2 separate regions of the Cricetulus griseus genome follow, and region 2 is linked to region 1. A link is a contact called in public Hi-C data. All regions are on one chromosome and are shown on one strand. The core of a region is the stretch at or near the end of the contact, and the rest is flanking DNA. Distances in the headings are between cores, read along the strand shown.

What was found. Hi-C and Micro-C count contacts between places; a contact is called where the count stands out from the background.
Region 2: a Hi-C map of liver shows a contact between it and region 1, with 5 times the contacts expected there. The contact joins two enhancer-like sites. A contact is called at or near these places in 4 of 8 Hi-C or Micro-C datasets (the CHL-YN cell line, the CHO-K1 cell line and liver).

What each region holds. Positions count from the first base shown.
Region 1 is chr5:123,502,231-123,507,971 of CriGri-PICRH-1.0, reverse strand. No RefSeq gene overlaps it. Among named protein-coding and RNA genes, the nearest start is that of Zfp36l1, 20 kb to the left of the region's middle. Within about 2 kb of position 3,196, at least 1 of the 6 cell types and tissues checked has open chromatin away from gene starts, as enhancers often do.
Region 2 is chr5:124,026,375-124,031,698 of CriGri-PICRH-1.0, reverse strand. The region is part of intron 8 of Rad51b (DNA repair protein RAD51 homolog 2); the gene reads left to right. Among named protein-coding and RNA genes, the nearest start is that of Rad51b, 310 kb to the left of the region's middle. Within about 2 kb of position 3,433, at least 1 of the 6 cell types and tissues checked has open chromatin away from gene starts, as enhancers often do.

The DNA of each region.
Region 1 (5,741 bases), core at 1,947-4,446:
GGATGGGAGCTTTCCCTCTGGCTGAATGAGCTGGGGGTGGATGAATAGGACACTGCCTGCTCTGAGCCAGGGCTTTGAATGACACATGCACCCCAGCCCCCACAAAGTAGAGCCATACAGATGAACTCATCCCTAAAGGCTGGATTTGGGGTATACTGAAAGGGCTGCCCTGGCTGGCAAGCAAGGCATGAAGGCCTCCACACAGCAGGGGGCAGTACAACACACCTTCAAGAACAGGAGGGATCACCCAAAGGGCCTAGTGACCTGGCCAGAGACGTGCTTTCACAGTCAGTAGCCATGGCAGCATAAAGAGGCTGCAAGAGGCCTCCACAACCATTTTAAAAGTTTTTGCCACTTGCCTCAGGCCACACGGCAAATGGGATCCTGAAATTCTGCTTGTGACTTCAGGCGAGGAACCTGCAAGTGAAAAGATAAAGGGACCGAAGCAAAGGTACTGCAGATGAAGCAGCTGTGTCTGAACCCCCGCTCTGAGGCCTGATGCCAACCAAATGAAGGGATGAGGGATGCAAAATTTGCTTTATATCCCATCTTGCCTTACAACCACTGTCCCAGAGCCTAGAGAAGGCAAGATGGAAGGGCCACCACAGTTCACCCCTCTCTCTTCTTGTTGCCTCCCCTAGTGTGGGGAGAAAGCTAGAAACTCACAGCACAGCTAGAATAGTCTCAGAAAGCCCCTGGGCTTTGAGACCTATGCAATGCATCCCTGAAATTATCCTAAATTCCTAAACTCCTGGCTCCAGGGAAAGCAATCTCCAAGAGATCTTGAGAGCAAGGGCTGAGGGTGCAGGCTTGGTAGTCAGAAAGCGAGACTTCAAACTCCACCTCTGCTATTAGCTTAACACTGGCCAAGGCGTTTAAGGCTGCTCATTTCTGTAAAGTAAGCCTGATCTTTGCCCTACAGGTAAAGCTGTTGCTTAGAATAATAAAAAATCCTCAACAGGCTCAGCCAGAGCCCCTAACCCAATGGGGACTATGAATGCTGACTGCATGGAGTTCTGGAAGAAATAAACACACTAAAGGCAGCTGAAGGAAGCAGAGTGGTAGGCACAGAGTACTGCTTCCAACTCAGGCCCCAAACCCCAGACACTTGTGCCTATATCCATCAGAATACAGTTCCTAGAAACCACCAGGCTAAAAAGGCTGCATGAAGATCCAATGGCAGTGAACTTGCCTTTTTTTTTTTTTTTTTTTTTTTTTTTTCACATTGGGTTAGAATGGAAAGGGGACTTTGTGGGTTTTCTGTGAGACAATCTAAGCTAGGCTAATTAAGTACATGGCCAGAAGCAAAAAGGCAGGTGCCTGTGGGGGACATTCCCATATGGACATACCTAGGGACAGACAGCCACCGTTTACTGAGGCCATATCAACCCCAGAGGTGTGAGGCTTGCAGACTGGGGATTCCCCAGCGAGGAGGAAAGAGTTAAGCTGCTCTGGGCTGGGAAGGAGGGAGGGCTCAGCAGCTATAAACAGTGAGCCCTGAGAGGGAGGGAGTTGACAGGATGTGGCCAGGGCTTGAGCTGTCTGATTATTAACTTCACTTTTATTTAGAGGGGGATTCATTCTGTTTTATGTCCCATCAAGGAAGTGAAAGCCCAAATCTCAGAGGGGCCTGGTTGCAAATTGTTTTATCACAGCTCATTTATTTTTCCCCTTAAATAAATAAACAAAATCAACTCTGTTTTCCCCTCAGTGAGCATTCAGAAAATCACCTGTGGCCAAGGCTTGGATGGAAGCGGCTCCCAGGAGCCCTTCATGGGAGGACTCCGGCCTCATCTTTTCAAAGGAAGAAAGGGGGCTCTTTCCTATGGCACCAGTCTTCTTCAAGCTGCCACAAGCTATTCTTTCCTGCCTCCTCCTGTCACCTCAGCCTACACCTCAAGTCTCAACCTTCCTAATGCTTCAGGCCCTTTTAATACAGTTTCTCATGTTGTGGTGACCCCAACCATAAAACTATTTTCATTGTGACTTCATAACTGTAATTTTGCTACTGTTATGAACTGTAATGTAAATATCTGTGTTTCCCTGTAGGTGACACAAATGACTGAAGGGGTGGAGACCCACAGATTGAGAATCATTAGCTTAGTCTTCAGCCCAGGCCTTATAGAGCAGCACAAAGGCTTTCTGAAAGATTCATCGTCTTCTCGGCCTGCTTCAGACCTATGGTTCTGGTTCCTACAGCACCCTGACATTTCTATCCAAAATAACTTTCAGTAGTCAAACACACAAAAGGATTCCATCCCAGGGTTTAAGAAAACACCATTACATCTTCTTTTGTTCAAAACATACGAGAACCTTGCCCAAATACTATGCCCAAATCCAGATTAAAACCCACTCAATCACTTGGTAATTCTCTTGCAGGTACCCTTTCCTGCATGACTTACAAGGAAGACCAATTTCATGATGGGCCTGACACTCAAAAGGGGAGGGTGCGGCCACAAAGACTAAGGAGTGGAGGCCCTGATGATGGTATGTAGATGGGTCAGCCAGAGAGAGACAGATTCACTTGAAACAAAGGGGGAAATTAGGGAAGGCTTCCTGGTGGGTCTGATATTTAAGACAGACCTTGAAGAATTGACAGAAGAAAGAATATTCTAGAACATGAAAGCTACAACCGATTGAAAACCCATGTGTAAACTATGCAGCCAGGAGGAGCAGTGTGGGGTCCTCTGCTCCTCAGATGGCATCAGAATGATTGAGAAACTGGTAATGAGCTGGCCGCTTACAGCACTGGGGCAGCCAGTCCTTGACCCTGGGTTGGCGTGACCCGAGGGCATCCACTGGAATACCACCTTGTCTCGGACCCTGATCCTGCCTGATGATCACTCTGACCCACTTCAACCACCTGAGACTTTACGCTCTTTGAATATAGGGCAAAAAGAACGAGGAGGCGACTGGAACAAATCCAATCAATGACCGAAGCGCTCGCCCGGCCTGCTAATGGCTAACTGACAGCATTTCCAAACACCCCGAGGAACGTGCCAGGGCCTCGGGTTTTCTGCCCATTCTTAGACATTCCTCCCCAGGCCCATGGCTCTTCGCTTTCCAAAGCCCGGGCCTGCCGCGGGGCTCGATGGTCGGACTCCTGGCCGCGCCCAGAGCGGCCAGGAGCGGGTTAAGGGCACCAAGATGGCCGGCTTGTTTTGCTCGCCCAGGCATCACGCGGAGGCTTGCCCTTTGCCTCCGGGGCCGCGGTCAAGGTTCCGCCGCCCTCGCTGGCACCCAGCCCGTCCGAGCCTCCTCCCCTGGTCCCGCAACCTCGCGAACCTTCTGGACCTAGGCGCGGCGGGGCGACCTACACGGAGCTTTGGGGCCGCTGCCGGCCCTTCGGCATCCCGGAGCGTCTGCGGCCCCGGGCGGCGGCTGCTGACAACGGTGGCCGCCCAGCCGCTCTCCCCCAGCAGGCCTCCCAGGGCCTTTCCCGCCGCGCAGCGGGCGATGGGCGTGGCAACAGTGCCCTCCAGTGGCCAGTGTGACGAACAGCACGTGAGGGACCCTCCAAACTGGGCTCAAAGAGCTGGGGAAGTGCTTTGTAGATGGTTCTCCAACTTGCGTGTGCAACACACTTTCCTAGGCAGCTCATCCCAAATCTGCTGCTGGCCGCTTGGTGCTGGAACCACCACCAGCTCTGCTCGCTTACCCAGGCTGGGAGTCGATCATCCACTCCAGTATACAATATGCCCAGCAGACAAAGTACAGAGGATAAACTGTGACCCTGACAAAGTTCCCACCCATTCGGTACTCAGCAGAGAGGACATGCTTGTTTAAACACTCTCATAAATCTAAGACTGCGCTTGAAAACTTTAAATTTTATTTTGTGTGTATGGGTGTTTGCCTGTATGTATTTCTGTGTACCGTATGTGTGCAATGCACTCTGAGGCCAGAAGAAGACTTCGAATCCCCTGGAACTGAAATAACAGATGGTTGTAAACTATCATGTGAATGTTGGGAATTGAACCCGGGTCCTCTGGAAGAGTGGCCACTGCTCTTAATTGGGGAGCCATCTCTCCAGCCCCTTGAAAAAGTTTTAATACCAAACTCGGGTCATGAAGCTTGTGCATCACCGTTACCAGTTGAACCATCTCACCGGCCCCAGTTTGAAAAAGTTTCCAAATTCCTATGAAGGGAAACATTAAGGCATTCAAAGATGACATATAAATAGGGAACTACAAACAGTCCCCAACTTACGATGATTTCACCTTTAAGGTGGTACAAAAATAATTTGCATTCAGTAGAAACCACAAATGATTTTTTAAATTCTGGGTTCCCCCCTGGACTAGCAATAAACACAATACTCTTTTGCAGGAAGTTCCTACAGTCACAAGTGAAAAACAACCTGTGGTCTATGGTGTGTTGTGTTGCTAAGTGGCAATGTTCAGTAAGTTAAGGTAGTGAGTGCACTTTTCACACTTCCTGGCATTTTCAGTTTTTCACGGGCTTGTTGGGACATGGCTTCACTACAAATCATCAAGGAGCATCTGTGATTTAAACTGAGGATGAGGAAGCTGTCACCAAAGGGCTTTCTGAGGAAATAATCAAGTGGAGTCTAGGAGGGGGGATTAGGAAGGTCCTGGGGAGAACCTAACCCAGTACCAGGAATGAGAGGACAAAGGCCGAAGAGAGAGAGAACGGGCAAAGTCCAGACATCTGGTACCCAGGGATCTCACTCTTCCAAAGGGATCCTGAATACTGAGATCTTAGCCACACCCAGGATGACATCTTGCCTTTAGGAACCCCGGCCACGTGCTCATGGATCATGAACTTCTCATGGAATCAGATTTGTTTAGGCCCTTCCTTGAAGCCTGGAGGAGAATCACATTTGATGGAATGAGTTGTGTCGGGCAGCAGTAAAAAGACAGCATGTCAACTACCCATCTGTGCATTCTATGCTTTGTCTAGGGCCCATTTCTTCAGGGGACATTGTTAAGCACCTGTTGTATACTTGGCACTCGTCTCTCAATTATGACATGTGAAGAGGGCCACGAAGGATGAGCCCACCCTGTCCTTGCCCTGCTGTTCCAGGCACGATAGAGGGCAGTCTCACTTCCCACCCCTCCTGTTTATTCACCTCCCCAATGAGCCCAGGGTACTCATACCAACTTGGAAAAGAGGATGGGGCAAGTGCCAGCCAGAGCCCCTTTGTTGTTCAGGCTTCGGCACAGAGGCATTTCCTAGCACAGTCCCTTTCTTCATTAGAAGAATGGAGGATTAGGATGTGTGTATTAGATGGTCCAGCTCAGCCCACCAGCACCCTGCTGTGGAGAAAGGAGAGAGGAGAGTTCCTGTCCAGGGCCCCTACCACTCCAGTGTTTGGCAGTCTTTGGGGGGTCAATGGACTCCAGGCCATTTGAGCTAAGGAGAACACATTTAAAAAAAAAAAAAAAAAAAAAAAACAACTTCCCTTTCCAATTCAAACCAGTTCAAGTCAGCTCCTGATTCTGTGTTGTCTCCAGCAAATGTCGTAATCTCTCCGAGCCTCAGTTGCCTCATCTGGGAAATGGGAAAACACAGCATTCTGCCTCGTCGGAAGATTCCGAAGATTAGTAATAACAGCCATCACTTCTCTGGTGCTGACACCGTGCCAGGCACTCGGGGCTTCTCATGAGGTCATGTGTGGAAGCGCTGGCCTCTGGCCAGCCAGGAGTCAAGCCCCATCATGGGAGCCACGGGTGCAATTTCACAATAGAGCTGGTGCTCAGCCCATGTGGTTAACATTTAATAGG
Region 2 (5,324 bases), core at 2,184-4,683, 520 kb before region 1:
AGTCAAAGGGAGTGCTGAGATTACTTTTTTAACATGTTAATTTTAAATGATGGCACAGATTAGAGAGAAGGCATCGAGGTCCCCTTGGTAATCATAACATGATCAAAAAGAGAAATAGCTAACCCACTTGAAGCCAGGACAACTTGGTGTCTACCAGAGGACAGAGCAGAATGTAGTCTGTTAAGATTCTGTCAAGGAGTCTTCGTGATGTGGGAGAATTTTGGGATGTACAAATGGGGATGCGTTTTTTACCTTATGTCTGTTGCACACTTCAGATCCTGATCTTTCCCTACACGTGACTAACAAACTCTTGGAAGAGGTTTAAAAGTCCCTGTCAAAGGCTAGTAGGACACTGACCCTTCCTAAGCTGTTATCTTTAGAGTCTGCTTTAGAGAACCATTGGGGAGCCGTCCCTCAAACACAGAAACATGCTTCTGCTCAGCTTTCCCCACTGCTCTGTGTTCCCAACTGCTGCTGCCGCATAGATTTGCAGACATCTGTACCCCTTAACTAATTGCAGCAATCTGTCCCGTACATCTCTGAGAAAGCACACAAATTGATTCCCCAGCAATGTCCATATCCAAGGACACCTGTATGTCTCTCCGTCAGATCAGCTGCCCCTTCACCTTGTGTTCACCTGCTATTTCGATTATGAAAGCAGTAATAGATCAGCCTCAAAGGTCCCTGTCCTGGGAAATTTCTTCACAACAGAATCATTGGAAACAGTATTTTGGCTGTGGAGCCAACTCATGGATTTAAGTATCTTCCAGTCGGGAGAGCACCTGGGCTCGAGTGTCTGGTCCCATCTGACTCTGAAGAATGAGCTGTACCTTAAATGGAAGCTCATAAGCACATTGAGAATCCATGAGTCTGTTTCCTCCTGCTGTTCGCTGAAGCAATGAAAAGTAAATGAATTCAGAAGGTCCAGAGCCAGTTTGAAGCATCACAAGCTGGGGCCTTAACAGTGTGCAGGGATACGTGCACTTTGAATTTAGTGCCGTGTGCACAGTTGCCCTGTGCAGGCTGCTGGAGCTGGCTCCTTCCCTGGTGCAGCACCTGCCTTTTGAGATGAAAATCATCTTCTTATATTTAATGCTGTCCTTAACTTCTTAGTACCTTTCATCTAAGAGTTTGATGGTGAATATCTGTTAACTGGTTAGATTCTCCAGGTTGTGGAGGCTGGTTAACAAAGACTTCTGAGCCTCTTGAATTCAAGCAGTCCACTTCAGCAACTGCAAAGGAAAGATCACAGTGATTGGGGGTCACCTGCTGGCAGCCATGAGGTCCAGGAGCCTACAAAATTATTTTACTTGTAGCTATCAGTAATGTCTTTTTAAAAAATGAATTCAGTATCAGCCTTTAAATTTTAAGAAACTTCATATAAAATCCAGGCTTCTGGCTTTGTTTCAAAACTATAAAAACTGACAGCCTTATGTCACATTCCTGCAGAGTGACGATTCATAGAGCTGAGTAGTGGTTGCCTCCGTTAGGATGAGCATGCCATCCAAAATTTGCCGAAGTCTCTATCATTTCCTCTCTTTCTTACATTTGACCCACCACACTCAAATAATGTCATATGCCTTGTTGAATTTTAGAATATTTTTGCCCCAGCCAAGAAACCTTCATTCCATTAGCAGTGACTCTCTATTCCCTCCCTCCGTTCCTCATATCATCCTCCAGCCTCAGACTTCCAATCTTTTGTCTCAAGGGATGTGAATTATTTCTCTCTACTTCTAGCTATTAAAAAATATCACTACTGTGAGCATCTGTATACAAGTTTTTGCATACATACATGTCTTCATTCTGTTGGGAATATAGCTAGCAGTAGAATTACTGGATCACATGTTAACTCTGTAGTCTGACATGTTGAACAACTGTCAAATTGGTTTTCAAAGTGACCACATCATTTCACAACCACACCAACAATAGATGAGGGTTCCAGTTTCTCCATATCCTTCTTGACAAGTTTTACTGTTAATTTTATAGCTAATCTGCTTGTTATTGTAAGGTGATATTTCATTGTAGGGTCAACCAAAACATTTTTTCCTTTTTATACAAAATAGAATTTCTTAAATGTCATGAGGAAATGTTTCTGATAGATTGTGGTGACAGCTACTCATCCATGTAACTTTCAACCCTTAACACAAGATAACAAAATGCCATGTAATGTATGTCCCTGGGTTGTGGTCTGTGGAACACCTGCAATGAATTTCATCAGCTTTATGGGATACTTGTTACAAATTCAGATTCCTGGTCACACAGGATTCAGAGTATCTGGCATAGAATGTGATCTGTAGGAAGTTACATAGCATTGCAAAAATAAACAATGTGTGTAGACCAAAATAATAAGCCTATGATTTTTCATCTTTCTATTTATGTGGTGAATTACACCAAAATGGCTAAAATGTCACAGTGGAAAGACCAAGTCCTTTGTGAGTACAGTATACTTAAAGGGGGCAGGGAAACAAAATCTTTAAAATGGCTATACTGTTTCTGCATAGTGGTATGGGAGAATTGGACATGTTGACATCTATAGTCCTTTTCAGCTATAATGAAGTTGTAGCCAGACAAAAGTTGTAACTCTTGTTAGAAAACACTGGTTCTGAGGGACTTTTTGTACCTTAACAACAACAAAATAAAAATTTTCTGAATAGTCATGACACCTGAGACGTCATGCTGATGGATCTGACCACACAGATGACAAAAGGGCATCCCTGACCTTGTGGAATCAGGTCTCCTGGGAAAGATTCCATTGTATATATTCCATATACAATATAATTCTTATCTGAAGAAAATCTCTGTAACTCCCTCTGTCTCATCCCTTGGGATCACCTCACAGGTGTGGGTGGATTTGTATTCTTCCTATGACTTTTCCCATCCAGTCTCCTCTTCCTTGATTTTTTTTCTGTGATTTTCTTTCTGAGGATGCCATAGACAGCACCACAGCCACTTGGTGGTGTTGAGTCTGTGATCAACTCCCCTGTACCTGAAAGGTCACAGTCTGGCCATAAGGGCATCCACAAAAGCACCTGGAAACAGAAAGACCTTTTCCAGCAGTCCTGTCCTATCTGTCCTTGTCATTAGAGGTGGTTTTTAGGGCCCCTTATTATTGCAGATATCCAATCTTACAATGATAAAGATGATCTCAGAGAACAAGCCTTATTGAGTATATTGGGGGCTACATTCTGAGGCTATTGCACCTGTGATAAGTATGTGACTTAGAAGGCACCTTTCACCCCAGGATCTGGAAACCTTTAACAGTTCCTGTTCCACATATGACCGCTGGGGAAGGTGCAGCCAGTAAACAGGAACATCTGGGCATCTCTCTCTGCCAAGGGAGTGTGAGAGAAAAGGAAGAGGGCATTCATGAGCAGCCTGAGCTTTTCTCCTTAGGCCAATATGACTCAAAGCCCATGTGAGTGACCAGAGTACTGCAGTATACAAATAAGTAATGCCTTTTACTCATCTATCATGCCATTGTGAGTGCTCACTCATAAGCTGTTGGGAGGTGAAGTGACAATAAAGGACAATTATTTCCCTAACTCAAGGACTGACCAAAATTTCAACTGACATAGGACCTTGCTCTTTTGGGTGAATCACCAGTTCAAGATCAAGTTGGGCTAAGTGTGTAGGTCATTTGGTAGCGTGCATGCCTAGTATGTGTGACCCCCTCGGGTTTGATCCCCAGTGTCACAGAAACTGGGTGAGGTAATTCATGCCTGTTCTCTCAGCACTCAGGAGATGGAGATAGAAGGAGCAGAAGTTCAAGGTCACCCTTGGTTACATAGTGAGTTAAAGGCCAGCCAGGGCTACATGAGACCCTGACTATCCTCTCAGGGAAGCAGGCTCTCTTGTCACCCATCTCAACTGACAGGTAATTTCTGGCTTAGCAGCATTAGTCCGTGGAACTTTGGCTCGAAGGTTTTGTTTCTCAAGAATTCTAGAATTGTTTGATATTTTTCCAGCTTAAGTAGGGAATGAAAAAGAACCAGCACTTGTTTTCTCTCAGGCATTGTGCATCAGGTTAAATTAAGAGGAAACTAAATTCATACAGATGCATCTTCAGAAAGCTTGAGGGAGCTGCTAGTCATTTGTGTATGTGTGTTCTGTTATCCATGAACTCTGCCTACACTGTGTGGTCTTTCAACCTGGTTATCCACCAACACCTACCCTGAGACTCTCTTTGCCTTTCAGTGTAAATGTTGTCCTGGTACCCTAAGAAACCCAAAACGCATGTGTTCTTCCCACTCGGAAGCTGCTACACAGACTGCTTTTCCTCTTTGCTTTTGGTTTTCTTCTCTTTGTTGAGAGAAAAATTCTTGATGATCTGTTCTCATTGTCAGCTGCGTCATCATGATAAGATGTTTGGCTTTATCCTTTTGGTTCAATCTAATGAATGTAGGCATCATTTATATTTAAATTCCTCTAGTTCCCAGACTTTAATTTTATTTTTAAAGTATGTATTTATGTATTTGTGCCTGATGTATGTATAGCGATCACAGGACAACTTTATGAAGTAAGATTTCTCCTCCCTCTTTTATTTGGGTTTCCAGCTTATAAAGCAAATGCCTTTACTGCCTGAGCCACCTCACTTTCCCTTTGGTTTTATTTGATTTTACTTTTGAAATCATATTTATTTGTGTGCGCATGTGTGGAGATCAGAAGACAATTTTCAGGAATCAGTTCTTTCTTTCTACCATGTAGGTCCAGGGGTCAAACTCAGCTCATCAGGTTGGGTGGCAAGCAGCTTTACTCACTGAGAAGGTCACCAACCCAGATTTTATTGTTAATGTTGAATTTCTGTTTCAGTTCCCTATCCCTACGATAGACAGAGTGGCCAGTATGTTTTTTCCCTTACATTTCCAAGATCATCACATGACTCCTGCTCAATCATATCCCTCCACATGAACTCTAGAGTTCATACCTCACCTTAGCTTTTGGGAATAATGCAACCTTGGGCTTGCACTGCCTTGGTTTCCCCATCTGAGGGCACTTGTGAGTTGTTAAGAGGTTTAATGCCAGGCAGTATCCTTCCTGTCTCAAGCTTCCCTGTGTGGGTCCACCAGAACACAGCTGTCAGTTCAGTTTCTCTCCTCATCGTCCCTGCAGCTTCTCTGGTTTCCACCACTTGTGCCTTGGTATCTGAGGCCCTTCCAGGCAAGTCCACACTGCTCTTTCTAGACCTGTCACTCACCACACCCCAACACCAACCCTTGTCCTCCAGCCAGCCCAGACTAGTCAACATTCCTACCAAGGCATTTACTTTCTTCATTTGGCTCAGCCCATGGTGCTTGCACACAATTAACTTTTATTCTTGGCCCATC